Regions from separate parts of the Sus scrofa genome. Here region 1 is linked to region 2. Evidence: chromatin contacts called from public Hi-C data. All regions are on one chromosome and are shown on one strand. The core of a region is the stretch at or near the end of the contact, and the rest is flanking DNA. Distances in the headings are between cores, read along the strand shown.

Region 1 (3,053 bases), core at 155-2,654, 68 kb after region 2:
GCACAAAACAGAAACTGGAAGCGCAGAAAGATTAAGTGACTAAGTGTCAAACAGCCAGTAGATAGGTGGAGTCGGGACTTGATTTCGGGTAGTGTGCTTTCAGAACCTGCATTCTTGACTGCTTGGCCATACTGTATATGAGAGCTGCTGAGCTCACACACTGAAAGCAGTTTGTGGGCTCTATGTGGTCTTGTTAAGGGTCTTGACTTGAACTCTCATTTTAAGTTGGGAGGCAGCAGAGCAAGACCACTGTGGGCAGAACTCAGCACCCTCCCCAAGCGAAGTTCTATTTGGCCCCAGGCTGTCACACCTGGCCAGTTCCTTTAGGGGAGGTGGCTTTCTCCAAGTTGTTACTAGATATTAATACTTCCCATTTGTCCTAATTATTGGTAGACTTCAGAAAAGGGAGATGAGGTGTTTTTGGGGGTGAGTTATCAGTAGGGGTGGTCAGATGACCAGAAAAATTCTCCTACCCTCTCTAGGCCCCAAGGTGAGGAAGAGAAGCTAGAGTTGGGAAAGAAACCAAGAGACTCTGCCCAGAGTCTCAGCTCTTCTCAGGTTATTCCACCTCTCCCTGGCTGAGCTGTGGGCAGGGCAGAGGGCTGTTCCTTATCTCATAAATAGAATTTAATTAGATTGTAGAAGAAAAAAAAAAATGAATCCCTTCCTGTGAACCCTCCAGAATCTAAGTCCCTGTTCTTTTATAGGGCCTCATGCTCCTATGTGCACCCATGACCTTCTGACCCCTGAAGACAATAGCTTCCCTCTCTCCTAGTGGTTCTCCCCTCCCCAAACTCCTGCTCAGGAAGAATGTGGATGGACATGGGAGAACCCCCCCTCCCCATTATTTGCCTTTGCTTGTGAGTCACTCTATCCCTCCCTGTAGCCCTTGAACTTAATGAAAGCTGCATCTGAGCCTATCATGTTTTTCCCATCTTTCAACAGTTTGTGTCTCCCAGACCGGTCAGGGGCTCCAGGTTAAGCGCAAAAGAGCCCTCAAGGTAATGACTCAGGTGTTGGGAGAGATCTGATGCTCCTTGCGGAACAAACAGCCCTTGCGTCGGCCCACTGTCCACCTCCCTAGCTGGGCTTTGGAGGGGATGGACGGACGGAGGCGGACCACAGAGATCCTCGAGTGGGCAGCGCCCCCTGGTGCTCCCCGCAGGGACTGTGGGGTGGGGTGGTAGTAGGGGGCTAGGAATCGAAAGAAGCCTTCGACATGCTCACCCCTCCCAGCCACACCACTGCCCATGTCTGCCCTAACCAAGTAGCTCCTGCGCATCAGGGAGGGCTGGCGGCAGCTGTGACTCTGCCCCCTCCTACACCCTTGTACCCGAGCGACATCTCCCGGCCCTCAGAGGCCAGGCAGGGAGGAGCCGGGCTGGGGGCCGCCTGGCAGGAAGCAGCTCGTACCTTCCGCTACTGGAGGAGCAGGTGGCTGCAGTGCGGCCCGGGCCCTAGCTTCCTGTACGTGCCGCCTCTACGGTTTCTCATCGGAGCTCCTTGGGCCCCCCGGCCGCCCACTGGGCAGGCCCCATGGCCCAGACCCCAGATGGCATATCCTGCGAACTCCGAGGTAAGCACTGGCCCATCTCATCTATTTGGCTGGGAGGAAGCAGTGAGGGCCCAGAACCAGAGGCCCACCCAGCACCCCAAGACACTGAGTAAGCGATTCCCTCTGATCCTCTGGGGGGCCTGACCCCCTAGATCCACTCCCCTCCTTCCTTGCTGGTCTGTAGATGAGCCGAGGCCCTCTAGCCTGGTACAGACTATGGACTTGAACTGACCTCCATGGGAGGACCAAATCACTCAGCAGGCTGCCCTTCCACAGGCGAGATCACCAGGTTCCTGTGGCCCAAGGAAGCTGAGCTGCTGCTGAAAACGTGGCTGCCAGAGCGGGAGGGTGCTGAGCAAGGCCATGTCCTGGTATGGTGGGGAGGGGTGGGGGCAAGAGGCCGCTGGGGCCCAGGCAGAAAAAGCCTCTTCCCTGCCCAGGATGTCAGACACTCTCTCCCTTCAGGCACTGCTCCGATGGAGAGCCTACCTGCTCCACACCTGCCTCCCCCTGAGGGTGAGTCCCAGGGCTCAGCTGCCACCCCTTGCCCTCCAGCAGCTTCCTTGATAAGGGCTGCATCTACAGTGCTATCCATCTTGTCCTTCTGGGCTCTGCCCTTCCAGCAGCACTGGGTTCCCAGCAGCAGGCAGGTCTGGTTCTGAGTTCCAGGCTATACAAAGAACTGGGCTCCCAAGAGGGTGGGTGGGGCTCAGGCCTTTTTCCCAGCTGACCCAGGCACTCCATAGGTGGATTGCACATTCAGCTACCTAGAGGTCCAGGCCATGGCGCTGCAGGAGACACCCCCTCAGGTGAGACCCCCTGCCAGTACCCCGCTGGGCCTGCAGTCTTCCATCCCACTATACATGGAGCCCAACACCCCCACCCTCTCTCTCCAGGTCACATTTGAGCTAGAGTCCCTGCCTGATCTGGTCCTGGAGTTTCCCGGCGTGGCTGCACTGGAACAACTGGCCCAGCACATCGCTGCCGCCATCAGGAAGGTCTTCCCTCGCTCGACCCTTGGGTGAGGCCCAGCAGCTAAAGGGGCAGCTGGGGGTGTTCTGAATGGCACCATGGGCCGCCTCACTCCCAGGGCCTAGAAGACCCTTGACCACTTCTTCATGCCCGTCCTCAGGAAGCTATTCCGGAGGCCCACGCCCCCCTCCATGCTGGCTCGGCTGGAGAGAAGCAGCCCCTCAGAGGCCACCTCACCCAGCAGCCCCTGTGGTAAGGGCCACACAGGGCTTCCAGCCCCCCTGCTCCTATACCCCTGATGCCTGAATTTGGAGTTCTTCCAAACTGAATAGAGCCACTCAAGGCACTGCCACCACCAAGTTTGGGGCTGATTTTCCTTCATCTCTGACCTTTTGTCTCTCCCCTCCCCCACCCCTGCCTTGTCACAACCATGGCACCTCCCCAGGTGGCTTCTCAGAGACGTACGAGGCTTTGTGTGACTACAATGGCTTCCCTTTCCGAGAGGAGATTCAGTGGGTGAGAGTAG
Region 2 (2,820 bases), core at 122-2,621:
GTGCCCTCAGAGCCCACGCGGGACGAGTCGAGAGCGCGTGCGGCGTGACGCGACCCGCAGCGCGTCCCGTGACGCCATCGCGCCCGCTTTTGAAAGTTGGCGCCCGGGGCTGCCTCCCATGCTGCCCTGCGCCAACCCCTCCCCTCACCTTTCCTCCCCCGCCCTCCACTAGTCGCCCGGCCGGCCCCCCCCAACCCGTCCCTTCCCTTATCAGCACCCGCGGCCCCGGCAGCGCCGACGCAGGCGCACTGCACCGCGCCGCCGCCATTTTGTGTCCGAGCCTGTGGAGCGATTAAACCGTGCGCGGAGCTGCTTCTTTGGCGGCAGCGGCGGCGGCGGCAGCCCGTGCGGGTGCGCGGAGCTGGCTAGAGACGCCGGGTGGCCGGAGCGGTGGAGCGGCGGCGGAGCGAGCGCTGCGGGGGGTGTGGCGCGGAGGTAAGGGGGCCCCGGGTGGAGGAGGTTTCGCGGGCCGCCTCTAGGTGTCACGATGGGGCCGCTCCGGTCGGCGCTGGCTGCAGCCCGGCGCCAGCGCCGCCGCCGGGGGGTGTTTGTCTCCCTCTACCGTCCCTGCTGCGGCGCGGCCGCCGCCATTGCCCGTCGCCGCCGCGGCCCGGCCGGCTCCCCCCCACCCCCCGCACTCCTCCCGCCCGCTAGGCCTCCCTCTTGACGACGCGCTAGGCCTCTGGCGGCGGCGGCTACAGAGGCCCGCGCGCTGGCGACTCCATTTTCCTTCCTTTGTCTCTGCCCTCGAGGCCGGCTCTTGGCCCGGTGGATCTCCCCGGCCGTGGCCCGCCCTCTGCCCTCCGCCCCTCCCGCGTCGGGTGGCCCCAGCCGAGAGGCGATCTCCGCTCCCCGGCTTCCGCACCGCTTCGCTCTAGAGCCCAGGCCCCCAGTAACCGCGCGTGTAGCCGGGTCTCCGTTTAGTATGGTTGTCGGGCCCTTGCCAGCGCCTCTTGGGCTGCGTATTCTCCAGCCCACCTGGTCCCTGGCACTTACCCGCGCCTTGCGAGTGTCCCCCGCCGCCTGGCTGCTCGGCGGTCGCTCCCAGTCCGCACGTCGCCGCCGCTGGTCTCCGTCTCCACCGAGTGGCGCAGGCGGCGCTGCTGCGGCTGCGAGCAGAGGGACCCCAGAGCTGCCGAGAGCTCCCTCTGCAAGGCTGGCTGAGCTGCTCGCGCCTCGACGCCGCCGGAGCGGGCGGGGGGACGCGCGCTCGCCGCCCCCGCCTGGCCCGGCTGCGCCCCCAAACTAGCTCTTCGCCCTACCCGACTGGCGCGGCCCCCCCATGGTGGGCTGAAAGGGCACGAGTTCGACAACAAGTAGTTTTTCTCGAGGCAGGGTCAGATTCCTCTTGCAGTGATAGCAGCCTGACTGCGCTAAGATCTCAAAGGGATCAAAACTTAATTTCATTCTCAAGTGACGTGACTAATTCGTCAATTCGGGTTTATGGGCTGGCTAAATTGGTTCAGGCTACTCTTGGGTTTTCCTCTTGCTTTAAAATTTAAAACATCCTGACGCTGACTTCGTACAGTTCTTAGTACCTGATGCTTTAGGGCTAGGCGAAGGCAGTTCTGCCCCGGGATTGTGCAACCTGATCTAAAGCGCCAGTAGGGCAGAATGAATTTATTCTTGACTCCACTGGTAATTTGCCCATATGCTGAAATATGAGGGTTGATGTTGTAATTGAATCCTGGGTCAGTAGTTGCAGTTGGTTTATAAATATCTACGCTTAATGTAACTACTCTTTAGTAGCTGACTTCCTTCCTGTAGCCCTGAGTTCAGCAATAAGTAAACATTCACATATGTATAGGCTTCATGCTTTCTTTGAGTTTAGATCGGCTGGGAAAGTTAAAATTTTAAACCCCTTTAGGGGGCAAAAGAGGCTAAACAGGGCATGTGTGTTAAATTCACTCTGTCCTTAAGTCTTCTTGCGTCGTTAAAAAGCTGCTTGTTGAATTATCAGTCTTTTCTTTTTCCTCAGATATTCTGGTACCTTAATACACTGGTGCAGCAGTTGATGTATCAACTTGGGTAGCTTTAGAAAGGGGAAAGTATTGATTAACTTTTGAGGGGGCAGGAAAGCTATATTAAGTTTATGAGGAAATTAAAACAGCCTGGTGCTAATAAGCAAAATTGATTGGTCTACTCTGTGTAATCTCAATCTGTAGAATTTTGCACCAGATGCCTCAACTGGGGAGTCTTTTCAACATTATGTTCCTTCTCCACAATAAAATTGTGCTAAGTAACTAAATGCAATTGGACTGTCATGCTTAGGAATAGAATCATGTTTAATTGACTAATATATTAGGCCATTTGTATAATTTTTGGCATTCTTGTACTTTTCAGTTTTACTTTCTTTTTGAAATTGTGGGTGGCAAGTGGCATGTTTTACTTATTAAAATAAGCTCCGCACAGATTAAAGTCTGCAGTTGAGTTAGGAGGAAATCTTATTTTCCCAAGTTAGCATTGTGCTCCATAGATGATATTTTATTTCTTAATTGATTTGTACCATATATACAGTCACCAGCTTTTTGGTTTTACAGATCATTTCTGTTTTTTTAATGCTGTAGATCTTGTCCACAGAGTTGCTATCCTTTGAGATTTCCTAAATGCCAAGGTCTGTACTTAGTTTTTATTGGAAAACTAAATTTACAGAAAATAAATGGAGGGAGAGTTCCCGTCATGACTCAGTGGTTAACGAATCCGACTAGTAACCATGAGGTTGCAGGTTCAATCCTTGGCCTTGGTCAGTGGGTTAAGGATCCGGTGTTGCTGTGAGCTGTTGCTTGGATCCCAAGTGGCTGTGGCTGTGGCGTAGGCCAA

Evidence for each region. A called contact is a pair of places that touch in the nucleus more often than the background predicts.
Region 1: a Hi-C map of liver shows a contact between it and region 2, with 2.2 times the contacts expected there. The contact joins the promoter of CARMIL2 here to the promoter of LOC102161584 in region 2. A contact is called at or near these places in 2 of 5 promoter capture datasets (fetal liver and liver), 24 of 47 Hi-C or Micro-C datasets (adipocytes, blood, brain and 12 more) and 2 of 2 datasets of contacts at active chromatin or transcription factors (alveolar macrophages and skeletal muscle).

Annotation. Positions count from the first base shown.
Region 1 is chr6:28,263,726-28,266,778 of Sscrofa11.1, forward strand. CARMIL2 (capping protein, Arp2/3 and myosin-I linker protein 2) reads left to right here and starts at 1,405. Exons shown (of 39, transcript XM_021094090.1): 1 at 1,405-1,576; 2 at 1,832-1,926; 3 at 2,021-2,071; 4 at 2,302-2,364; 5 at 2,452-2,576; 6 at 2,688-2,779; 7 at 2,973-3,043. The coding sequence starts at 1,537.
Region 2 is chr6:28,195,411-28,198,230 of Sscrofa11.1, forward strand. It overlaps LOC102161584 (proline-rich protein HaeIII subfamily 1-like), which reads right to left and starts at 1,372. Exons shown (of 3, transcript XM_021094085.1): 1 at 997-1,372. It also overlaps a transcript of CTCF not described here.